Regions from separate parts of the Ovis aries genome. Here region 1 is linked to region 2. A link is a contact called in public Hi-C data. All regions are on one chromosome and are shown on one strand. Each heading gives the region's core, a stretch centred on a gene start, on an enhancer-like site or on the middle of the called end of the contact. The rest is flanking DNA. Distances are from core to core; before and after follow the strand shown.

Region 1 (5,015 bases), core at 2,482-4,981, 83 kb before region 2:
CTATTAAGAGCTTAGGATAGTAAGAGCTCACTGCTTGTATCTGGCTTGTAATGGAAGATTTCGATAGATGCAGAGACTTAACCCCAAGTAACGACTATTGGCAATGGCACCCCACTCCAGTACTCTTGCCTAGAAAATCCCATGGACGGCGGAGCCTGGTAGGCTGCAGTCCATGGGGTCGCTAGGAGTCGGACACGACTGAGTGACTTCACTTTGACTTTTCACTTTCATGCATTGGAGAAGGAAATGGCAACCCACTCCAGTGTTCTTGCCTGGAGAATCCCAGGGACGGGGGAGCCTGGTGGGCTGCCATCTATGAGATCGCACAGAGTCAGGCACGACTGAAGCAACTTAGCAGCAGCAGCAGCAGCAGCAATGACTGTTGAGTGAAGGAATTTCAGTTAAAATTTATTTTGGAGTGGCAGGAGCTGATGGAAAAGAGTAGAGTGGCAAAGGGCTAATGTGCGTTTCCCAGGTGGCGCTAGTGGGAAAGAATCCTCCTGCCAGCATAGGAGACACAAGAGATGTGGTTTGATCCCTGGGTCAGGAAGATCCCCTGGAGAAAAGAATGGCAACCCACTCCAGTATTCTTGCCTGGAGAGTTCCATGGAGAGAGGAGCCTGGCAGGTTACAGCCCATGGGGTTGCAAAGAGCTGGACACGACTGAGCGTCAGAGTACCAATGTGATGTAGGTAAATTATTAGTGAGGTATTGTTAAGCCTCTGTTTTCCCTGTATCTAAGGTGCATTTGGATTTCAGTAATCCTGGTACTGACTGTTTCCTAATCTGAGTTTTTGTACTTTATTAAGAAGGTTTTCCATGAGAAGCCTCTGAACCCATTTTCCTTAGGAAAAAGACCAGATGTTCATATTCCCTGAGTGCTCTCAAGAATAAAGAAGTTAGTCTTCCTAGCAGCATGGACTGCTGAAATGCACAGTACTCTTCCAGAAACTGTGATCAATGATTGGTTCTGGTGCAAGGACTTGACTAGTAAGCCTGCCTGAGCTATCTGGGAAGGTCTTTTCCTACTGAGGTTGCTAACCCAGGAAAACAGTCACTTGGGACTACAGCCAGCACACCGCAGAGTGCTGGTCTGAAGAGGGAAATGAAACAGAGAGACAAAAAGAGCGGAGAGAGGGGAAATGACTGAACCAGGGTAACATCATCTGAGCCTCAGGGTCCCACTGAATTGGAATTTAGTCCTTGATATTCTGGTTGTCTGAATCAATAAAGTCCCTTTAATTAAGCTAGTTTGAGTTGAGGATTGCAACTTGCCAACTGCAAGAGTCCTGATAAACAACACAGCCTTGCCTGATTCTGGAAGCTGTCTGTATAATGGCTCCTGGTACCCAGTTCCTACCTGACTGGGTGTATCAGTCACTGTGCTTTGTGGCAGTACATCTTGAGATTTAGAATGGATGAGGATCAAAAACTTATTGAAATGCAGATTCCTGGCCACAAAATTTCAGATTAAGTGGGATTGGGTGGTAACACAATAAATCTGCCCTTTGTCAAGCTTTTTTTTTTCTGAATGAGAAAAGTCCTGACAGTGGCCTGGGAGGCTGTTTCATTCACAGGCAGTTGCATTCTGTTCCTGTCACACTGTTTCCCTTAAGTCCACAAACATGCCAGGCCTGCTCCAGTCTTAGAACTTAATCTTAGCTGGTCCCTCTACCTGCAACATTCTTTACTCCAGATATATCCACTGCTAAATCATTTCCTTTTCAAGCCTCAGCAGAAATGTCACTTCTCAGTGAGTCCCATTCTGATCTTCCTATTTAATACTGAAACATGACACCTCCCACCCCATCCTTTACCCTATTTTTGTTTTTGCTTGTAATCTTCCAAAGTTCTCTACCATTTATATGTTAGGGCTGTTTTATATCCTGTTCCTCTTCCATCTCCTTTCCCCCTCCTAGAATACAAGTTCCAAGAGAGCAGAGATTTTTTTTGTGAGTTCACTGATCCTAAGTGTCTTCAGCATGTAGTAGGCACTCAATAAATATTTTTTGAATGAAGTGCTTTCAGGGACTTCCCTGGTGGTCCAGTGGTTAAGACCCTTCGCTCCTAATGCTGGGGGTCCAGGTTTTGATCCCTGGTTGGGGAACTAGATCCCACGTGCTGCAACTAAGAACCAGTGCAGTGAAAGTTAAAAAAAAAAGCGCTTTCAGTTTGAAGTGATTTCTGACTCTGAAAAAAAAAACTTACTGCCATGCGGCATTATTTTACTTTCTTAATATCTTATAATCCAGATTACCAAATTTTCCTTTCCTTTGAACCTGAGAAGTAAGAAGAAAGACAAGGAATGAAAAGAAAGTTCCTACCTTGTTGTAATGCTCCATGTGGGTTTCCAGGCAGGGTCAAGCTCTGCCCTAGCCAACCTCACTTAACTATAGCACTCCTCAGGGCTGAGTGCATAGTTTACCAAGGCCAGTTTTGGTTTTGACTTTGAAGTTCTCTGGGGAGAGGAATTTTTGTGTTACCATATCGCCCTTAAATAGAAGTAACTAGACAGACATGTCTTAGAATTAGCAGCTGGAGACAGGGATGCTTTTACTTAAAGACAGTGATTCTTCCTACCAGAGGGGATGTCACCTAGTGTACACATATTCATAAGTATTTTTACTTGTGCTTAAACTCAGTTCAGGCTATCATCTTTAGTATCTGATGATCTTGGGACAAAAGCTGGACTAAAGACTATCTTTAGGGGTCCACTTAGGTCATCAAAACTCATGTCTATTTGCTTTAAAAAAAGTAAACTAATTACCTAAGTATCCTAATATTCCCATTATACCACTTAATCTAGTCCTTTAAAACAGACTTTTAAGATTTCAACTAACATTTATTCTTGTGAAGCAAGACACTGCTTGCTACTTTCCTTGCTTAGCTTCTGGGAGCTTGGGCAGCTGTTATTGTGTGTGAAAGAAATTTGGATTCTTAAAGAAACTGCTTAATCTTCTCTATTAAGCAATTAAATAAAATGGGTTCTGGGAGTATGTAGCAGGTGGGTTTGACAGCGAAAAATATTTTCAAAACTCACGTTTTGCTTAATAAACGGATGTCTAAAAATGCAATAGCATACATTTAAGAGAAAATGATGATCGGGAGTTTTTATTAAGTGCTTCAAGTTAAGTCAAGAGAGGCAGAACGATAAAAAAACTTATACAATGAAAGGAGAAGCCGCTTCAGTGGAAGTAGGCCCTGAATTTAAATGAGCTCACTCTCAAAGGACACAGTGAAACTTTTAAAAATCATTCAGATTTTTCTCCTTTAAAAAAATATCGATAAAAAATGTATCACCTCTTGACGGTGCAGAAGCGGCCCTCAGGGCTATGTCGCCCTTGCACCGGAACCTCAGAAATACACTGATTATACGTCGAAATGAAAAACAAAACAAAACAGAAACGAAACCGGCAGTGCTATTCTTGCAGTCATTAAAGGGGCTGTCCTATTAATGCACTCTCTTTTAATGAAAAGGGAAGGGAATATTTGATATGCCTTGACATTTGGTCCCTTTCCGCGAAATCTGAAACTTGAGACGCAAAACAGTCCGCAGTTGTCGGTGAAATACCTGCCTTAAAAGCAGAACCACAGTGAATGTATTTGGCTCGGAATTCCAGAGACTAATTTCCACCCCTCCCACGGAGTCACCTGCTCAGGGGGAACCCCGGCCAGAAATCCGGGTCGCGCCAGGTCAAATCTTGCGCGTCTCTTGTTTACTCTGCCCGGGGCAGGGCGGCGGCGCGGCCGCGGGGTGGGGAGGGCGGCTGGGGCCCGCGGCGCCCGGGCACTCGGCTCCCCTCGGCCGCCCGGGAGGGGCGGCGCGCGGTCCCCGCCCGGTACGGAGACCACCCGGAGGAGGCGCTCGGGGCATCCGCCCGGCCCGACGGCCTCTTGCGGCTCTCCGGCCGCCGCGGCCTCCCGGGAACCTCCCCCTCTAGGGTGTACATGAGTCCACACGGGCAGGCTAGCGGCTCGAGGGAGCCCCGGCGTCCCCCGGGGTGTCGCCGGGCCGGGGAGGAAGCCCAGCGTCCCGGCGCCTACTCGCCTGGGATTCCCCCGCCCCATGGCCCCGCTCTCCCCGAGCTGCGTGTGATTTCACTCGCGTCCCTTCGGAGGAAGGGACTCGCGCAGGCTGGGGGCGGCCGCTCGCCCCAGGTCCCAGCTCGGCCCACCAGGAAGCCGGCAGCTGCTCCCTGCGCCGCTGCCCCAGCCGATTTGAATACCCCGGCGGGGCGGGCCGCGTTCCCCGAACTGGGTGCGCCCTGGGCGCCCTGGTGAGTGACCTCAGGGAAGGCAGTTGGGGCATTTAGGGCGCCAGAAAAGTTCGTGCTTCCGCGGGGGTGGGGGTGGGGGTGCAACAAAAGTGCTACTAAAACACTTTGCAAAGCTCCAGAAACGCAGCCAGCCAGCTACAGTCTGATTTTGTTTTTCTTGACCGATAACAAATGTGAGTAGCAGAGGCGGGGTGAGGGAAAGGGATCAGAGGATGGAACCGGCCAGAATCGTCCAAGACAATACTCATTATTCTGTAATGCCGTGCGTGTTCAAGACCGGGAACCAGCATCTGGGAAATGGGGAAGATGGGGGTGGGGAGAGGAGGTTTCCATATCCCTATAGGAAATTCTCAGGCTCCGAGAGACGCCCAAGTTTTTTTTCTGCAAGACAAGTAGAGACCAGCCCTCCGGGGGAGATCCCTGATCCGAGCGAGCGAGAGCGCGGCCGCGGTTTTCCCGCCCGGAGCGGCCGCGCGGGGGCCCGGCCCTGCCCTAGCGGTCGCCTCCCTGCCCGGTCGCCCCGCGAGCCGCTCAACCCACTCCGCTCGCCGGCTCCAGACTGGTTTTTCTGGTTCAGCCTCCCTCCCTGGGACGCGCTGGGGGATCCGATGACGTCGCTGGCTGAGTCTCTCCCTCTTCCTCCCTCCCTCTCTCCGCCTCTCCCCCCCGCCCGCCCTCGCCGCGCACTCCTCCTAGTAACTTCTGTTCGGGGAGGCGCTGCCAGGAATAACCCGGTGC
Region 2 (4,873 bases), core at 1,637-4,136:
CCCATGGCAGTCATTACAGTGCTAGCCTACAGTGTATACTCAGATAGCCTTATAACTCAGTAATGAGGGCATGATGTCCCAAAATGTTGATTTCATAACAATAAGAATGTTTGAACTGTTTTACTAATTTACCTGAAACAAAAGAGATTTTAAAAAAGCAGCCAAATAGGTGTATCTTTCTTAAGTCTGAACTGGAGAAAAAAATCTGAAAATGGAAATTTAGGCTTATGATGAGGTGGAATTTTGCAAACATTTGTAAGCAATCTTACTAAAAAAGTTTTGAAAAAATGTATAATCATATACATTTGAAAAGAGAAATAAACAGATATATATTTTTTAAATTATTAACTGAGGTTAAAGCTTGAGCCGGGTTTTTAATTTGGTTTGGTTTGTTCAGGTATTAGGAATTTAGAGGAGCTCTATGAAAATATCCCGCCTACACATTTTGAATATCCACTTCCTGCTTATCTTCCGAACAGCTTGGTTCTTTTAATAGCAAATGGCTGAGTGGAGGGGAACCATTTGTAGTGAGTAAATTTAAGTACAGTGTGTCCTCCCATCCCAAGCAGAAGTCATGCTAACTGCTCAGGGATTTGGTGCAAATGTGTTTGCTTTTTGCTATTGTCCAGATCCTTGAAAACGCAGTATTTTAGAAGGATATTATCCATTGTTATGCAAGAAGAAGAATTACTGGTCAAATTTTTTTTTTTTAATTCTGAAGCTAGGAAACACCTCATCTATTTTTTATAAACCTGTTGATTTATTATGTTTTTCTTAGAGGCTGTTCTTCAAATTTCCATAGGCTTGGACAGGAAGAGCTAGTGCTGGAGAGAATCACAGGCGTGTTTCTTCATTTCACATGTGAACCTAATGCTATACATTGGTGTGTATATGGAAATGGTAAATTCCTCTTAATCCAGAGTGGCTGGAAAATGTGTGGTCAAATTTAAGAGTAATCATCTATTCCATTCAGGGATTAACTGTTTTCAAACAATTCACTCAAAAACACTGACAGTATTTTAAATTTATTTTTAATGACATAGATAGCACTTAGTAGCCCATGGTAATCAGTGTGTACATCAACTATTGGTGAAGAGCATTATTCTAGATAATGCCTGTGATTGGATTAATTCTCAGTCTATCTCAGAATTTACTGCTTTGCATAAACGGCTTGTTTTCAAGGCATCCATTTCTTTTGGAAAAGTAGAGATGAGAAAAAAAATAAGTCTGCTTCTATAAATATCTTGTTTGGGGTAAATAGCTAGTTTTTTTGTTTTTTTTTTTTTCCTAGTGAATAATGCAAAGGATTTTCCAAAAGGTTGCTGTAGCTTTGCATGGGAGAACTGAGAGAACACTTGTTGGATGTACTGCTGAGTGTTGAAGGCAGGTGAATCTTATTCTGTTGTTCTTACACAGCAGCCTCATGCTGGGTCCAAGCTGTGTGGTGTCTGGAAAAAGGTTTGCTATGTAATGCTTTAGGATTGGCATTGCAAATTCTTCCTTTTAGGGGAGCATTGCTGATGTGAATGTTGGCAATGTTGTGTCCTGTGGCTGCTGGTGTGACCTAGTTAGATCCCTCAGGAATTAATACCTACAGAAGCTGGGACTGGGGAGACTGAGAATATAGAGAAACAGTAGATTCAGGGTACCTCAATCAAACAGGGTAGGAACCATCAGGGTAATGATGGTACACTGAAAATGTAGCATGGGAAATTTATGCATCAGTATGAAAATCACATGGACAGAGGAGCCTAATGGGCCACAGTCCATGAGGTCACACAGAGTCAGACACGACTAAGCGACTGAGCATGCACAAAGAAACACAATACTGTATGAAATATTACTGCACCTCTTCAAAATTGACCATAAAGGGGCTGACTTCAATTTCAGGGAAAGAGGAAATACTCAATTCAGACCTGTGTGTTTAGGTAGGGTTTCCCTGATAGCTCAGTTGGTAAACAATCTGCTTGCAATGCAGGTGACCTCGGTTCAGTTCCTGGGTCAGGAAGATCCGCTGGAGAATGGATAGGCTACCCACTCCAGTATTCTTGGGCTTCCCTGGTGGCTCAGCTGGTAAAGAATCCGCCCGCGATGCAGGAGTTTGTTCCCGGGGGTTGTTCCCTGAGTTGGGAAGATCCCCTGGAGAAGGGAAAGGCTACCCACTCCAGTATTCCGGCCTGGAGAATGTTGTTCTCCAGGAGAATACTGGAGAACAGTATTCTGGGTCGCAAAAAGTTGGACACAACTGAGCAACTTTCACTTTATTCGTTAACATCTCTTTAGTTATGTTTTGGTAGGATGACTTGGACTTTTCCCTTGTGTTTTCAGGTAAAGATGTAAATTCTCTTTAATTAATATCCTGTGATGTTCTTTGGTGACCCTGGTGAGGTCACTGGCTTGTCGTCCCGATTCATCAGCAGCTGTTGTTTCGCCAAGTAGTAGTGTGATTTTTCACTACCCGTTTGCTTGCACAAAATAAGAAGGCATCGTTTTGTATTGTAAAATACAGTTTGAAAGACTTTATAAAATCATAGTCCATTTTGATTAATTTTTACCAGCAGCTGCCTGTAACTGGGGCTTTGTTCTTGATTGGGTCATAACTGTTGAGGGAAGTTTGCTGCTTTTTGGACATGATTTCAGAGACTCGTGGTTCCAGATCTCGGACATCTTTATGTTTTTCAGGTTCCACCATGCTTGGTCTAAAGCAGATTAATTACTAAACTCTCAGTGAATAATTAACCATCTGACTTGTTCCCAGGTTATATACTCACTGGGTTAGAAATTATTTCTCAAACTACTAAAGATAAGAGAAGGCTATTCCTGGTTTCACAATGTCCCCATTGTTACTGGCTTGTGTGTATGTGTGAGACCCATCAGCTGATCCCTCACACTGGTCCAGCTACTCAATCAAACCACTTCCTGGGGTTTTCTCGGGTGATGGCAGTGATTCAGAAGATACCACAGTAGTTTTAGAGGACTGCTCCCTGTGTGTAACGCTGGGCTGAATGACTAGGAGCTGTCAAATCCAAAAAGAGCATTTTTGTTGCGCCCGCATTAAATCTGCCCTTTGCCTGGAGAGTTCTATGGATGAAGGAACCTGGAGCAGGGGGTACAGTCCATGGGGTTGCAAAGAGTTGGACATGACTAAATGACCAGCACTTTCTTGCTTTTGCTCAAAGTTGCATTTCAGCTGAGTTTAGGGTTACTTCTCTGTGTGCTTTCAACAAGATATTTTTCTTTTTAAAAATTTTATTTATTTTTTTTAATTGAAGGATTATTGCTTTTCAGAATTTTGTTGGTTTCTGCCAAACAACAACATGAATCAGCCATAGATATACCAATGTCCTCTCCCTCATGAACCTCCATCCTGTCTCCCTCCCCATCCCACCTCTCTTGGTTGTTATAGAGCCTCTGTTTGAGTTCCCTGAGTCACACAGCAAATTCTCATTGGCTATCTTTTTTACATATGGCAATGTAAGTTTCCATGTTACTGTCTCCATACATATATTTTTAAAGACTATTTATTTTATAGTAGTGAGTTAATGCCTAATTTCTATCAGTTAACCAGTTTGTGCCTTAGTTGAGTTTCCACTATGTACCAAGTCCTACTGGAGGCTTGGGGGAGACAGGCAAATGTGTCATTTCTGGCAAGGTAGTCATTTGTACGCATTCAAGAGGATGTGATAATTGGCAGTGGGGAGGGGGCTGTGTGTATGAGCTGAGTTGTGTCCAACTCTTTGCAACCCCATGGACTATAGCCTGCCAGGCTCCTCTGTCCATGGGATTTCTCAGGCAAGAATATGGGAGCGGGTTGCCATTTCCTTTTTCAGGGTATCTTCCTTTGCTGCTGCTGCTAAGTCGCTTCAGTCGAGTCCGACTCTGTGCGACACCATAGACAGCAGCCCACCAGGCTCCCCTGTCCCTAGGATTCTCTAGGCAAGAATACTGGAGTGAGTTGCCATTTCTTTCTCCATCCCAGGGATCAAACCCACACTTCTTGCATCTCCTGCCTTGGCAGGTGGATTTGTTAACCACTGTGCCACCTGGGAAGCCCTCACAGTAATTGGGGAGATAGATCAAAATGGAGGGGCCACACCCTTCGTGTGAATGTAAGCATATTCAGTTTTACTTTTATAAATAGATGTTTCTGTGATTTTAGTTTGTGAATCTATCACATATTGTGTTCCATAAGGTAAATTTTGTATTTTTAGAATTTAATTTTGCAGTATAAAGTTGCATAGAAATTACTTTTATAAAACCCTTGTTTTGTCTTCCTTAAATGAAAAATAAGAATTTTCAAAATTATCTTCAAATCAAAAGATATGTATTCTTTTCCAGCCTTTCAGAAGCTCCAGAATTGCACTTTTGACCTTGGAATAACCAGGGGCCCTGGAAAAATAAGATAGTAGTTCTCTCTTGTTAGTTATGTTGACCTTTGAATTGCCTTTTTCTTTCCTATTCTTGCAAATCTTCTGCCCTCATGTCTGGATGAGCTAGATCTGTTGAGATAATATATATGGAAGCATTCTGTAAGCTGGGAGGTATTGTGAATAAGCCTATATTATTATTGTTGTTGTTATTGTTTTCTTGTATTCGCTGCTTAGCATTGTCCCCCAAACACACCAGCAATTTACTTCTGCTGTGTCAGAGATGATTGTGTCTATCTCAGTGGAGAAGCTACTTTCTGTTTGAACTTAAGAAAATTTGGTGTGCTGGGACCTTTGGTTCACTGGTGGGACCTTTGTTCTCTTGGTGTCCTGACTGCGTGTGAGATTGTCAGGGAAAGAGGTGATGGGGAGGTTGATGAAGAGAAAAGATTCAGTCTATTTATGTCGATTGTGCATTATTTGGCTATCTGCACCCTGTGAGGTTT

What was found. Hi-C and Micro-C count contacts between places; a contact is called where the count stands out from the background.
Region 1: a Hi-C map of liver shows a contact between it and region 2, with 3 times the contacts expected there. The contact joins the promoter of HIVEP2 here to the enhancer-like site in region 2. A contact is called at or near these places in 4 of 16 Hi-C or Micro-C datasets (blood, liver, skin fibroblasts and 1 more).

Annotation. Positions count from the first base shown.
Region 1 is chr8:67,606,879-67,611,893 of ARS-UI_Ramb_v3.0, reverse strand. HIVEP2 (HIVEP zinc finger 2) reads left to right here and starts at 3,731. Exons shown (of 11, transcript XM_060419743.1): 1 at 3,731-4,277.
Region 2 is chr8:67,523,509-67,528,381 of ARS-UI_Ramb_v3.0, reverse strand. The region is part of intron 2 of HIVEP2 (HIVEP zinc finger 2); the gene reads left to right. Among named protein-coding and RNA genes, the nearest start is that of HIVEP2, 82 kb to the left of the region's middle. Within about 2 kb of position 2,886, at least 17 of the 54 cell types and tissues checked have an H3K27ac peak or open chromatin away from gene starts, as enhancers often do. A contact at or near this core is called in liver, where this site is marked.